Linked DNA regions of Mus musculus: region 2 is linked to region 1. Evidence: chromatin contacts called from public HiChIP or PLAC-seq data. All regions are on one chromosome and are shown on one strand. The core of a region is the stretch at or near the end of the contact, and the rest is flanking DNA. Distances in the headings are between cores, read along the strand shown.

What was found. HiChIP or PLAC-seq counts read pairs in DNA pulled down with a chosen protein or histone mark.
Region 2: a contact with region 1 is called in an H3K4me3 HiChIP or PLAC-seq map of the 230-238 cell line, with 6 times the contacts expected there. The contact joins the promoter of B430306N03Rik here to the enhancer-like site in region 1. A contact is called at or near these places in 3 of 15 datasets of contacts at CTCF or cohesin (the NIH/3T3 cell line, large pre-B cells and pro-B cells), 8 of 484 Hi-C or Micro-C datasets (bone marrow-derived macrophages, differentiating embryonic stem cells, dorsal root ganglion neurons and 4 more), 4 of 115 datasets of contacts at active chromatin or transcription factors (the 230-238 cell line, bone marrow-derived macrophages and pro-B cells) and 3 of 9 other capture datasets (adipose tissue, embryonic stem cells and liver).

Annotation. Positions count from the first base shown.
Region 1 is chr17:48,105,776-48,109,311 of GRCm38.p6, forward strand. It overlaps a transcript of 9830107B12Rik not described here. Among named protein-coding and RNA genes, the nearest start is that of A730006G06Rik, 17 kb to the left of the region's middle. Within about 2 kb of position 1,451, at least 29 of the 459 cell types and tissues checked have an H3K27ac peak or open chromatin away from gene starts, as enhancers often do. A contact at or near this core is called in the 230-238 cell line and pro-B cells, where this site is marked.
Region 2 is chr17:48,314,741-48,318,271 of GRCm38.p6, forward strand. B430306N03Rik (RIKEN cDNA B430306N03 gene) reads left to right here and starts at 1,422. Exons shown (of 6, transcript NM_177083.4): 1 at 1,422-1,745; 2 at 1,991-2,302. The coding sequence starts at 1,688.

The sequences.
Region 1 (3,536 bases), core at 201-2,700:
TAGGACAAGCTGCATAGTTAGGCAGAGGAATTGGTGAAGACTAGGTTTAATCAAGAGGCCCTTCCTCACCCCTTGGAGCTCAACAGAGCTGTGGAGCCAGATACAAGTCTGTGGTTCCCGCGGGAGGCATGCACTCCTGCTGTATGTTTGGGGCTGGTTACTCTCTGGTTGTGGGGACATGCCCATCTTCCCGTGTGTCTAGAACCCTGACCATAGCAACGTATTCTTCTCCTTAGGCTCATCTGTATCTCCTCAGTCCTCAGGTTAGGGGGCTGCAGGGCTGCGGCCCACAGCAGAATAACCTGTTGGGCCTTTGCTACATAGCCCCTCTCTTCTGCTCTGTGCTCCTCTGTCCTGCCTGTTTTTCTCTTCAGCCTGCATCTGTTCTCAGTGCCTACACAGGGCAGATAAAGCAATAGGAGAGATGTCTTCCCACCAGGCAGCCCCTCTCCTTGAGTGAGGGGCTAAGGAAGTGATGTCATCCTTGGGAGTTGGGCCTGGCTCCTCAGAGCTCCTGAGCCTATCTGAGGCGGAGGATTTGAAACAGGCTCAAGGCCTTGTTGTAGAAAGTGGGTGGCCTGGGAATGTTCTCTGAAGAAACAGGTAAAGGGGAGGGGAGGTTAGGAGGCCTTTCCCTCCAACTTCGTCGAGTACCCTTGGGCCCCGAGGTGTCTCAGTTCTGACTCTCCTCAGAAGCCTCAGGAAACATCTAGGTTTTCTGTCATCTCTTTGCCTAGATTCTTCTCTCAGTCCCCAGGCAAGTTTGTGGAAATGAACTGTGGTCCACTCAATTTCCCCCTGCCCTTTCCTGGGCCCTGGTTTTGTCCATCTGCCCTAGAAGGACAGACAGGCTGACAGGAGGACAGGTATATGTACACTGTGACAAATTCCTTAGCACTCTTTGTAATACCTGACAGGCATGGGACTGGAAAGGAAGGGAGGGGAGGAGAAGGTAGACAGGAGGTGGAAATCTCACTATATCCAAGATCATGTTCATGACCAGGCATGGTTTCTACCCAGGAGTAAAGAACAAAGATGGGGCTGGGGTGGGGGCCTGGGATGGAAGTAATGGCGTTGGCTCAGTGGAGCAGCCTTACCCAGGAAGCCTGGCTGGACCACTAGCTTTCTCAGTCCCCCTTGCCAATGCATCAGAGTTACTTGCTGAAAAAGCAAAAAAAAAAAAAAAAAAAAAAAAAAAGGCGAGAGAATTAGACCCATCTTTCCCTTATTAATGTTCATGCATAATTTGCCAAAAGAAGAGATTGAAAACGCCCTAGGAAGTTCTGTGGGAGAATGTTTACCACTTCAGAGGTCTGCTGAGCAATGGTAAGTTCAGGGCAGCGTGAGCCATGGCTACATCAGTAGGCTTTGGAAGGGAGACATTAGCTGTGCAGGAGCCCAGAAGCTCCTCAGCTGTGCTGTTCCTCAGGCCAACCCAGGAGGCAGATGTGGAGCTGGACCGCTCACGTCCAGCGGTTGCTCAGCCTTTTAATCCTAGCACTGGGGAATCAGAGGCAGACAGCCGTCTGTGACTTTGAGGAGTCAGCCTGGTCTACCTAGAGAGTTCTGAGCCATCTAGGGCTACTAGTGGGGATGAGTGGGGGAAGAGAGGGAAAGGGAGAGAGAGAGAGAGAGAGAGAGAGAGAGAGAGAGAGAGAGAGAGAGATGCATGAGGTGGCTGGAGAGGCAGTGTGTTCTTCTGATCTGTAGCTGACTCAATGGGGCCCGTCTCTGTAATACCCACTGGGGCAGGTCGTCTGTCTAATTAGCATAGAGGAGCAGGATGCTTGGGCTTTGTCTCCGGAGCTCAGGGACCAGGTGCACCTCTCACTTCTGTATTTTTAACTTCTTGCATTTTTTTTTAAATGCAGAAGTATTTTAAAATAAACCGCAGCACATATCCTGACATTTTGTCCTTAAATAATTCATTAGACATCTCTAAAGAAAGCACTCCTTGCTGCATAGCAAATAAGTGTGACCAAATTATATGTAATACACACACACACACACACACACACACACACACACACACACATGTGTCTCAAGTCTCCTTCCTCAGCCTGAGCTCACATTTATGCAGCATGAATGCTCAGGGACTATGCACAGGGAACAGAGGCCTGTCCCAGCCACTGAGCCACTGTGTACCTGTACCTGGATGTGGTCCATTTGCGTTGTTGATGTGATAGAGAGGGTGAGGAGACACCACTGTCAAATATACAGGCAGGCTGGAAACTGGGACTTCAGATAGAGGGCGCCCCGGGTGAGGAGATGTGGAGAGGGCGGTCTCTGAACCTGTGCTCTAACAGTCTCCAGGGGCAGCCCCTGGCATCGCTCCTCTCCCCAGAGTGTCATGACTAAAGAGATCATCTGTGCCTCAGAAGAGGCCACGAGAGGTGCAGAGCCTGCCAAGGAATTCCTTTCCACAGGCTCTCATCTGCTCTAAGACCAGCACCTTTCCCAGAATCCCCACAAAGTGTTACCCCTGCTCAGCAAATAGGAATAAAATCTCACTGTGTTAGGGTTATTTGTTTTCCTTTCCTGTCATGTGCATAATAAACTTGTGACATTAAACGTCTTTTCTTGTGCTAACATTTTTTCCTTCCTTCTTGGGGACTGATTCCAGCTCTTTATGAAAGTCAGGCAAGCTGTCTTCTATGGAGCCATGTTTCCAACTGTTACCAGAAACTTCAACAAAAGGGGAGAGGGGCCCAGGAATTGAGGCTACATACACGTTGTAGAGTGTCTCTGAGGTTGGATCACAGAGTTCCAGGAAAAGCACCAATGTGTGAGGTGGCAGGATTAGAGAGGTCATGAGTCCCCATGGGGTTCAAGAGCATGCAGTTAAGGGGATCCAATCAGAGAGGCTGGTGGCGGCTGGGCTGGGCTTAAAGTGGGCGGTCACTCATTCTGACCTTCTGAATGGGGGTGGGGTGGGGCAGGAAGATGACCAAAGAAAGAGTTAAGGAACAGAGAGGCCAGGGGCTGGGGAGGATGGTGTGTGAGTGCACAGAGACCCAGGGTCCTTGAGGATGATGCAAAGGAACAGCAAGAGGACAGAGCCAGCTTCAAGGTCTACAAGAATGAACAAGGAGCACCTAGACTGCATGGGGATGGTAAAGACATTGTTGACGCTTATGCTGGAGTCTGATTACAGAAGTCACCTTAGGTGCATAGGGCAGATAGGGAGGGACAACGAGGTGGCCCGAGGTGAGGAAGATGGCTCAGTTGATAAAGTGCTGGCCTTGCAAGCATGGCACCTGAATTTGATGCCCATAACCCATTAACTACTCCAGCCCTGGGCAGTGGAGACGGGTGGAGCGCTGGGGTTTTCTGGACAACCAGCCTATCCTAGCCAGCAAGCTCCAGGCCAGCAAGAGATCCCATCTTAAAGACCAAGCTGGATGGTACCTGGGGAATGAGAGCCAAGGTTGTCTTCTGGCCTTCACGAATGCACCCATGCACATCCATCCACACTTCCAAGTGTACTTGTACACACACACAAGCACACAGGCATACATGTACACAACAGAGCAAAC
Region 2 (3,531 bases), core at 172-2,671, 210 kb after region 1:
GACACCTTGTCTTGCCACTGGCTGATTGATTCTGGTATCTAAAGGCTTGGCATCCCTTTGCCAACTTGATTAAAGACTTTCCCACTTCTCAGGCCTCCTCCCAGGGTGACCTGCACTTCCCCAGTGCCTGCACAACGCTCATTCCTCTGTCCCGTTCTTCCGCAGAGCCTTTCACAAGTCCTGTGCCCATCGGCTTCAGCCCTTGCTCCCTGGCATCCTACCTGAAACCCTGCATTTCCATTTAAAGGTTCCCCACTATTACAGGTTTTTACATTTTATTTTTATTTATTTGTTTATTTGAGACAGGGCCTCTGTTGTGCTCACCTTGTCCGGCAAGGAAAAACACAACACGGTCGGATTCCTCTCAACAGCTTTATTGCAGGAACGCCTCAATGCTAAGGGAACCCCGGGAACCCAGGGAGGACTGCTTATATACACCCCAGCACTGGGGAGGGCTATGTGTCCTCCTGGGATTGGTCAGTCTGCCGGCACTTTAATTTGCATGCACCCGCTTGGGAGGGGTTGGCGCCAGATTCGGGCTAGCGCCTGCGCAGTAGTGTTGTTTATGGTGAGGGTGTACCGGAGACCGGCGCCATCTTTTAGGGTTAGGCCGGCTGCCTACAGGCCTCATGTAGCCCTGATTGAACTTGCTACGTAGCCAAGGATAAACATGACCTCTCCATCCTCCTGCCTCTGCCTCCTAAGTTCTAGGATGATAGTCAGGCACCATCATGCCTGGTTTTCTCCTTACTTATCTGATAACTGGGAACAGCCTGTAGCTATTGATATTTCATAGTGCATGCACTGACATGCATATTTATTTACTTTAAGTTTTTTTTTTTCTGTGTGGAATCGAGCACACTGCTGTTGGGAATTGAGTCTCACATTTTAGCCTGTGGGTCATGGTTCTCAGTCTGGGTAGCACGTGTCCTTACCTGCTGAAGCATCTCACTGTCCTGTGACAACTATTTTTAAAATGTTTAATGAATACATCAAATTCTTAGCAGTGAATGTGGCATGTTGGGAAACTGGGTGTGTGGGGTAACATAGGGCCTGGGGCTCCCCTTTCCCTTCCCCCATTCTGAAGTCTTCCTTCATGCCCAGCTTTCCCATCCCCCACCCTGACCAGGCTCCTGCCCACTCCCTTGCTCCTCCATTCCTGAGAATAAATGCCCATCTCCTTTCCTCTCATGGCCTCTGCTCCACATGTGACAGGTGGGCTGGTAGGAGGGTCTAACCTGAGGGCAAGCAGGGCTTAGAGTTCTAGCCAGGTCTCCAAAGGGCCTCTGACTCTGTCACCTGCCTTCTGTGGGTGCATCTTGGGTGGAGAACAGAGACTTTAAGCTAAAGAGGAAGTGGCGGAACTGGCCGGGGAGGAGAAATGAGAATTCTCTTACTTCACTTTCCTCCTGGGTGTTCTCAGCTCTCCTCAGGCCTGGCCTTGTGAGGCAGGAGATCAGAGTCTCTGAGAGCTTTCATCTAGTTCAGAGCAGGGCTGTAGCTGGAGGATCCACAGGACTGCACAGGCCTTGCCCAGCTTCTCTCTCATCCACAGAGGTCTCTGCCTTCCTTAGCAGCTCCTGCAGAACTGGCTGTGGTGGCTCCTGAATCCTGCCCAGGGTTGCTCTTCTCTCTTCAGAGCGCCCCTCCTTTCTTGCTCAACATCACAGCTCAGGAGGACTCAGTGATGGCCTGGGAGCCCACATACCTGCTCTCCCCAGTGCTGCTGCTGCTCCTGGCCTCAGGTGAGGACAGGGACAAGGACAGAGGGAAAAAACCAGGTTGAAGAGAGGGCAGGGGACAGGAGGTGTGCACAATGGGGCTCTGTGCTTGTGAGGGCAGAGTACATGGGGGGCTGTGGCCAGCCGCTGCCTGCAACAAGTTCTGAGCATAGACACACAGAGGGTCTCTCTCTCCCTGAGAAGGGAACCCATCTCCTCCTGCTGCTGCAGAGGATGGGGGCTCTCTGACATGAAACATTTATTCCCAGGCTCCTGGACACAGAAACCAGAGTTACTTCGAGCACAGGAGGGTGAGACTGTTTCTTTGACATGCTGGTATGATTCGCTCTACCACTCCGATGAGAAGATCTGGTGTAAGCAAATAGACAACTTGTGTTACCTCTTCGTCAGCAAAAGTGCCGAGAAGCCAAGATTCCTCATCCAGCAGTCTTCTCGCTTCAACTTCTTCACTGTCACCATGACTAAGCTCAAGATGAGTGACTCGGGCATCTATCACTGTGGGATCGCTGTAAATACCAGGATAATTTATCTCAGAAGTATTCACCTGGTGGTGTCAAAAGGTGAGCTTCCCCTTCCATGTGGCTCTCGGCCTTCCTGAGTTGCAAGGCTCCAGAGTTGGAGAGGACTCAAGAAACAGCTTCCTCTAGTAGAGACGTTCTCAACCTGTGGGTCAAGAGCCCTACAGGGGTCTCATATCAGATATTTACATTATGATTCATAATAGTTACAAAATTACAGTTACAGAGTAGCAACAAAATACTTTTGTGATTAGGGGTCACCTCAGCATGAGGAACTGTCTTAGTGTCACAGCATTAGGAAGACTGAAAAATCACTGCTCTAGTTGCTGAAAACTGGCGTAGAGAAGAATGGCCCCTCCCCTAAGGCCACCAGCCGCTTAAAGCCAGTGGCCAGCTGAACCCCAAGCTTGCTGGCCTCTGGCTGGTTCTTACTGGTTTCTCTGAACACTTTTGCCTCGTTGCTGCTAACAGAAATCTATTTCTTTGGCTGGATCTCAGAGTTCCCCCATGCATTCACAGCCTTCCATTCCTGAACACCCGTTGCCTGTAATCCCATCAGAAACCCTCTCTCCAGGGGCGGTGGAGAGATCTCATAGCCAGTGGGCAGGGCACTGAGAGATGTGGACTCAGAGGAGACAGGTAGAAAGTGAGGCCGACTTGAGGCTTCGTCGGGGAGGCTGGCAGATGTGAGTTCTCTTCGGGGCTCTGCCCTTGACAAGCGAGAGCTCTTGAGCTCTCAGACAGTGGTCCAGAGTACTGCTGCTGATCTTGAGTCTTCCGTGTATTTCATGCTGAAGACTGCAGTGGCTTGGGACTTTCATCTGCATTCATACATGATGTCCATATGTTCGCAATCCCAGTCCCAGGGCTTTCCTGCTGCAGTAGCACATGCCCCGCACTTTTGCTCAGTGGGTGCCTGGAGGCTGTTTTTCTGAAAGTTTTGGCCCAGGCACATCTCATGCCGTGGAGGCAGTAGGTGCTGACCTTCCTACATCTTCAAACACAGTGGGCACAGGACTGGGGAGACGATCCAGACAATAAAATGCTTGCCACGTGTAGAGATTAATTTTAGTTGCCAAAGTGTCAGAACCTAGAATGATCAGGGAGACAAGTCTCTCAGCACCGCTGTGAAAGATTATCTCGGCTTGAGGTGGGAAGACCCATCTTAAAAATGGGTAGCACCATTCCCTAAGCTTGGGGTATGGGATGCAATAAAAAAAAAAAAAAAAAAGAGGATGTGAGCTGAGCGCATCCATTGCTCTCTGCTCCTT